2 separate regions of the Mus musculus genome follow, and region 1 is linked to region 2. A link is a contact called in public HiChIP or PLAC-seq data. All regions are on one chromosome and are shown on one strand. Each heading gives the region's core, a stretch centred on a gene start, on an enhancer-like site or on the middle of the called end of the contact. The rest is flanking DNA. Distances are from core to core; before and after follow the strand shown. Region 1 has its middle 17 kb from the start of A230028O05Rik. Region 2 overlaps Lpp (LIM domain containing preferred translocation partner in lipoma).

Region 1 (2,700 bases), core at 48-2,547, 110 kb before region 2:
GGCAGATGAGAATATCTAAAATAGTTTTCTAGAACTGTATTTGTCTGTCAGCAGGGTGACAGCCATAGTCTTGGGACAGGAAAATAGAGACAGAGACAGAGAGACAGAGAGAGAGACAGAGAGACAAAGGGAGAGAAAGCGATCAGGCATAGATTTTTAAGTCTCAGAGTTTGAGATGCCCTGGAGCATTCTGGGTAAGTAGTGGTTTGGTGAGGGAGGGGGAAAAGAAAATCCATGGATCTTGTAACATTTAGGGAAAGGGAAAAGATTCAGCTCAGTGGCATGACTGGGCTTGACTAGACAGCTATAGTCTATGAGAACAAACCTGAGAGTCTCATCTGACCTCTGCTGAACTGGATGAACATCTTCGCTGCGATGCTCTTCTGACACAGAGTTTAGGAGCTCACAGTTGGAAACCACAGCTCCGTAGGGCTGTGGGATTGGCTTAGAATAGCTGTAATACAAAGACTGGAGAGCCTGAAACAGCCAAGTGCAGCCAGCCCCTCCCATCTCCACACTACTGCTTCAAACACTTGTAGACATGAAAGGCTTGTCAGGGGAATGTTAAGGGTAGCCAAAAGATGGAGATGGTAGTCTGTGTGAGAAACATGCTAGTGAAGTCCTGGGTGCTAAGCAGAGCGTTTGTGGTCAGCATAGTTGGGAACAAGTGGATAGGGATTCAGGCAGAGCTTGGCTTACAAAGCTAGGAGTAGGTGCACATCTTCATACCTGAGCCAGGCTCAGAGGCAGGTCGAGTCCTGCTAGGGTAAAGAAAAAGAAATGCATTCTCGTTTCACTTTATAGCAACAAGGAGGCAGAAGCCCAGCCCAGGAGAAATGATATGTGCAAGGAAGTGAAAGGGGACTGCTGGCTCCAAGTTTGAAGAGAAGAACCACTCCCTGGGGGTATGGAAGTTGGGCTAACAGCCAGACTGAAGGAGCTGATTTCTTGGAGCTATAAACCTAGAAATTCGAAGCACTGACTTTTTCCTTACTGAAAATGAGGTTTACTCATTGCTTAACCTAAGGTCTTTACAGAGCCCACATGGCATCCCATACAGACGACTAGAAGAAGAAGAGGAAGAGGAGGGAGAGGAGGAGGAAGAAGAAAAAGAGAGGAAGAAGGAGAAGGAGGAAGAGGAGGAGGGAGGGGAGGAGGAAGAGGAGGAGGAAGAGGAAAGCCAGGGGTCTCTAGGTGCACCAACTGGCCCCCTAGTTCCCTGTGTGACTTTAAGTGAGACTCACCACCTTCCTGAGCATCAATCATCCCATGTCTTACATGTTGGTGTTGGATCACAGCAGAGCTATGCAGCTGTGTTCCATGAAGCCAAGAGATCCAGGCAGGGAACACACAGGCTCCATCCTGGCAGATGCTCGGGGAAAGAACAAAGAAGCAGAACTTGATCCTTGATCCTCTGTAGCTTGGAGCAGTTCTGTTGTTAAGTTTAGTATGTTGGGTTTCCCTATAAGATTTTATTTGAAAGTCACAATAAGAGAGGAAATCAAAAAGAAAGGGAGCCAAGGAGAGCGTGAGGCTGGATGGTCTCCAGCCTGTTGCAGGCTGGCTGCTGTTTTCTGACTCACCCCAGTGTTCTGCCCACACTTTCAAGAACCACTTCCCTTCCTCTCTGCCACCATCTCAGGGAAGAATCCATAGCGTACGTAAGCCCAGAAAAAAGCCACTGCTTAGATCTCATTTCCCAGCTCTGAAGAGTGCTGGCTCACAGAGAAGAAAATTGGGGGATTTTGTGGGCTGAGTGGGAGGAGACCTGAGGCCCAGGGCTGTAAATCAGGCTTGGAGGTTTGGATTCCCAGCAGCCTGACCTTCAGACACCCTTCCCTCCTCCGGATACCTTCATGCTCACACTCAGGCACAGGGAAGCATGCCCAGCTTCACACTGCCCCTGGAAGCAGGGCCCACTTGGAAGAGCTGTTTTGATTTTTCAGGAAAAATTGCTCATAGCCAAACTTCCCTCCCCAAGACCAACACAGGCAGGGATTTCCTACGTGCTTGAACAAGGAATATTCTGGAAGTCTGTTGGCCACCGTCTGGCCAAAAAAAAAAAAAAAAAAAAAAAAAAAATTAAAACACAACAATAATAATACAAAAAACCCCACATAGCTAACATACCCACCTGAGGTAGAGTATCATATATAATTTTATTTTTGTTCCCTAAATAAGCCCTTCTGCTGCCAGTCTCAGTACATCTCAGATAGGCCTACTTGCCCATTGCCGACTCCACATGGCATGTCTCTCAGTTCCCCAATCCACAAATCCAGGAATTTCACAAGCTTGGGAAGTTGGCACACCAGAGAAACTGATTTCTTTTGCCCTTGCACAATTCCCCTGTCGATAGAGTGCGTCTTTCTGACAGGAAAGAGTTGGCTGAAACTACTAAACCTGTGTGGGGTGCTGGTGTGGGAGTCAAGGGTGCAAGTCCCTGGTCTTCCCTCTCTGTGGTCACCAGCGAGTCGCTTCCTCCTTCTAGGCCTGCTTAAAGACAAGGCTCCTCCATTCAGGTAGTTTGTATGCATAGCTTTCCTTGACCAAGTCTCAGCTGAAGGCAATGTGGAATACCTCGGCGGAAAATGATTCCGGAGATCGCTAAAACATCTGTTGTCGAAATCAGTCTTGCTTCCGGCAGCAGAACAATCCCTCATCCCCCGAAATCCCAGTGTGTCGAAGGTGAGGCTTGTAAGG
Region 2 (2,700 bases), core at 169-2,668:
TGAAATGCAGTCCAGAATTGAATGTCTGTAAAAATATGAAAATCACAATGGAAACCACTGGAAACACTATGTTGTAGTGTCAGGATCACCCAGAGAGCTTTAGAGAAAACTGTCCTAACAGGCTTGACATAGTGCCTGTGCGTCAGCTCTGAAAATGGCCAAATCTAGACGTGAGCATCATCGTGCTGGCCAGGAGGATGGAAATGGCCTGGAACTCAGAGCATGTTCAAGAAGCTCAGAACTAAAGTCTAGCAGCGTGGGAAACAATATTGGTGCAGTGGAAATATTAGTAAGAGCTACACAGAAAGAAGGCTGGAGAGAAGGGTCAGGGGTTAAAAGCACACTAGAGGACTCAGGTTCAAATCCCAGCATCCACATGGAGGCTCACAACTGTCTGTAACTCCAGTCCTGTGAATCTAACCCCCTCTTCTAGACTCTATGTCCACAAAGCACTCAGGTGGTGTATAGACACATGCACAGACACAACACTCATGCACATAGACAATTTTTCCCCAAGAGCTTCATGGAAGGTAATGCAATCACTCTACTTGTCTCGTAACTACTCCTGAATGCATCACAACCTGTAAAGACACTGCATTCACTTTTTGATTGTTTTTAAACAGAAACTTAGATTTTTCTTAAAAATTTATAGAGAAGTGTTGTATTTTAATTCTCTGAAACATTTAGAGTGAGTTCAGCTTAGTGGTCTAGGTTCACTCCACGGAAAGTTAAACTTACCAATAATAATGATGATGATGATAGTAATAATAGTAATAGTAGCAGTAGTAGCAATAATAGTGATGACAATGATGATAAACCTTCAAGAATACTGAAAATAAAAACTAGTCTTCAACTCAATGGTAGCACACACGCAGCACACATGGATCCAGTCCTGAAGTCAGGACTTTCTGATAGGACAATTCCAGGAAATTGAGCTGGGGATCTGCTAAGGTGGGTGGGCACATTAGTGAGGAAAAGCAAATGTGAACAATAGTGTAATAGTTCACACTGGGAGTGTGAGCACACCGGCTCCTCCTCTTACTAGCCAGCACACAGCCTTGCCCAAACAAGACAGAAAGATACGCACTCTTTGTTTTTGCAGTCATAACTTTTAAAGTACAATTTGTAAATATCTGACCTAAAATAATAACAACATGGACTTTTCTGTGTCTCCTCTGGCCTTTTATCTGTTGAATTCACACCCACTACACATGAACATTCAAATTTACATTCCAGTCACCACCATAATGAATTTCTAAAGGGAAATTTTTTGACCTTTAACACATAGGCAATGATTCACTGCTGACAGGGCTTAATGTGATGGATTTAGAAATCTGATTACCACACTTCCTTGGGAGACTCAGCTCAAAACAAAACTAACCCTGTTGCACAACAGTAAAAATGAGCTCCGAGTCTTGTGGATTTGCATGTGTAGCTGAAATCACAATGCGCAACCTTCTGAGACCTCTCATCTACTGCGACTAGAACAAGATCTTCCTTTTCTGATAAAATGCCAGTTTGATCTGCTTACTGTTTAGCAGCTGCAGACAGACTTTTATTCAGGCTGCAGTAGCACACTCAAAGCTTTCCGATCAACTGGAGAGTTTGCTCTCAAAATGCTCAGCTGCTTGGTCTCTACCTGGCTCTTCCATTCGTCCTCTGCCCTCTTGCCCCTGGGATTATGACTACGCATGTGTCAATCTTCCTGCCTTCACATCTTCATCTAGGGTTCTTATCCTTGTCCCCTCTTTCCCACTAACATCATGTGCCACAGACCTTCCCATCCTCCCTGAGGAAGTGTCGCCAATTACCCAGTTCGAATAAATGCCTTCCTCGTGCAATCTCTATGTCCACTTAAATGCTTTCAAAATCGGCTTTTATTTATTTTACAACTTTTTTTAAAAAAAAGTTTCCTTCTGACAGATTTCCAGAGAGCCAGATGTTGCACACAATAGGCTTTCAGGTATCTTTTTAAAAGTGGGATTCTACGAAAGTGGTTCTTTAGAGACAGAGATGAAAACCCTCGTAGGTTTTATAAACACACACACACACACACACACACACACACACACACACACACACACACACAGAAATTCATTAGAGATAAGGAAAAATTAACATCAGTCAAATTTGCATTAGAATCAGAACAGTCTCATGGCAAGTTATTTTTCTTGTCTTTCAGAAGTCAACTGAACTGAACACAGACTTGGCCCTTTTGGTTGGGAAGAATGCTGACACACAATATTGTTCACAAGGAGTTGGGTGCTTCAAGGACAATGACATTTGTGCATGGAAACGCCTACCTTCCACTTGCCCGGAGGCCGATTGTAAACATGTTAAACAGTTTGCCCAAGGCACTCTATTCCAGACTGCCTGTCATATAAACAACATTAACAGTTTTGCTGAAGAGAATAACTAAGTGATTCTCACCTTACTTTCTACTTTTTCCAGGACTCCAGAGTAATATCTGTCCAGCTAGCATGAACTATGAAACCCTAGCAATTGCTGGGAGGCTCGAGGGAGGAAATAGCTAAAGGGAGAAAAGCAGTCACTGAAACTGCTACAGACACAAGTGAAGATGTCTTGACTGCCAAAAGAGACTCCCTAGGCTTCCCACATTATTATTCATAAGAAGAAGGAAGCTGCCAGGCCGGCAGTGAGCACACCTTAAATCTCAGCATCGAGAGGCAGCGGCAGAGG

Evidence for each region. HiChIP or PLAC-seq counts read pairs in DNA pulled down with a chosen protein or histone mark.
Region 1: a contact with region 2 is called in an H3K4me3 HiChIP or PLAC-seq map of bone marrow-derived macrophages, with 8 times the contacts expected there. The contact joins two enhancer-like sites. A contact is called at or near these places in 1 of 39 promoter capture datasets (the 3T3-L1 cell line), 1 of 15 datasets of contacts at CTCF or cohesin (the NIH/3T3 cell line), 21 of 484 Hi-C or Micro-C datasets (3T3-L1-derived adipocytes, the BV-2 cell line, adipose-derived mesenchymal stem cells and 12 more), 10 of 115 datasets of contacts at active chromatin or transcription factors (the HPC-7 cell line, acute myeloid leukemia, bone marrow-derived dendritic cells and 6 more) and 1 of 9 other capture datasets (bone marrow-derived macrophages).

What each region holds. Positions count from the first base shown.
Region 1 is chr16:25,041,063-25,043,762 of GRCm38.p6, reverse strand. No RefSeq gene overlaps it. Among named protein-coding and RNA genes, the nearest start is that of A230028O05Rik, 17 kb to the left of the region's middle. Within about 2 kb of position 1,297, at least 137 of the 459 cell types and tissues checked have an H3K27ac peak or open chromatin away from gene starts, as enhancers often do. A contact at or near this core is called in 3T3-L1-derived adipocytes, the BV-2 cell line, the NIH/3T3 cell line and 7 more, where this site is marked.
Region 2 is chr16:24,932,604-24,935,303 of GRCm38.p6, reverse strand. The region is part of intron 10 of Lpp (LIM domain containing preferred translocation partner in lipoma); the gene reads right to left. It overlaps Gm52245 (a long non-coding RNA gene), which reads left to right. Exons shown (of 3, transcript XR_003951917.1): 3 at 2,183-2,689. Among named protein-coding and RNA genes, the nearest start is that of Gm52245, 7.4 kb to the left of the region's middle. Within about 2 kb of position 1,418, at least 74 of the 459 cell types and tissues checked have an H3K27ac peak or open chromatin away from gene starts, as enhancers often do. A contact at or near this core is called in 3T3-L1-derived adipocytes, the BV-2 cell line, the NIH/3T3 cell line and 7 more, where this site is marked.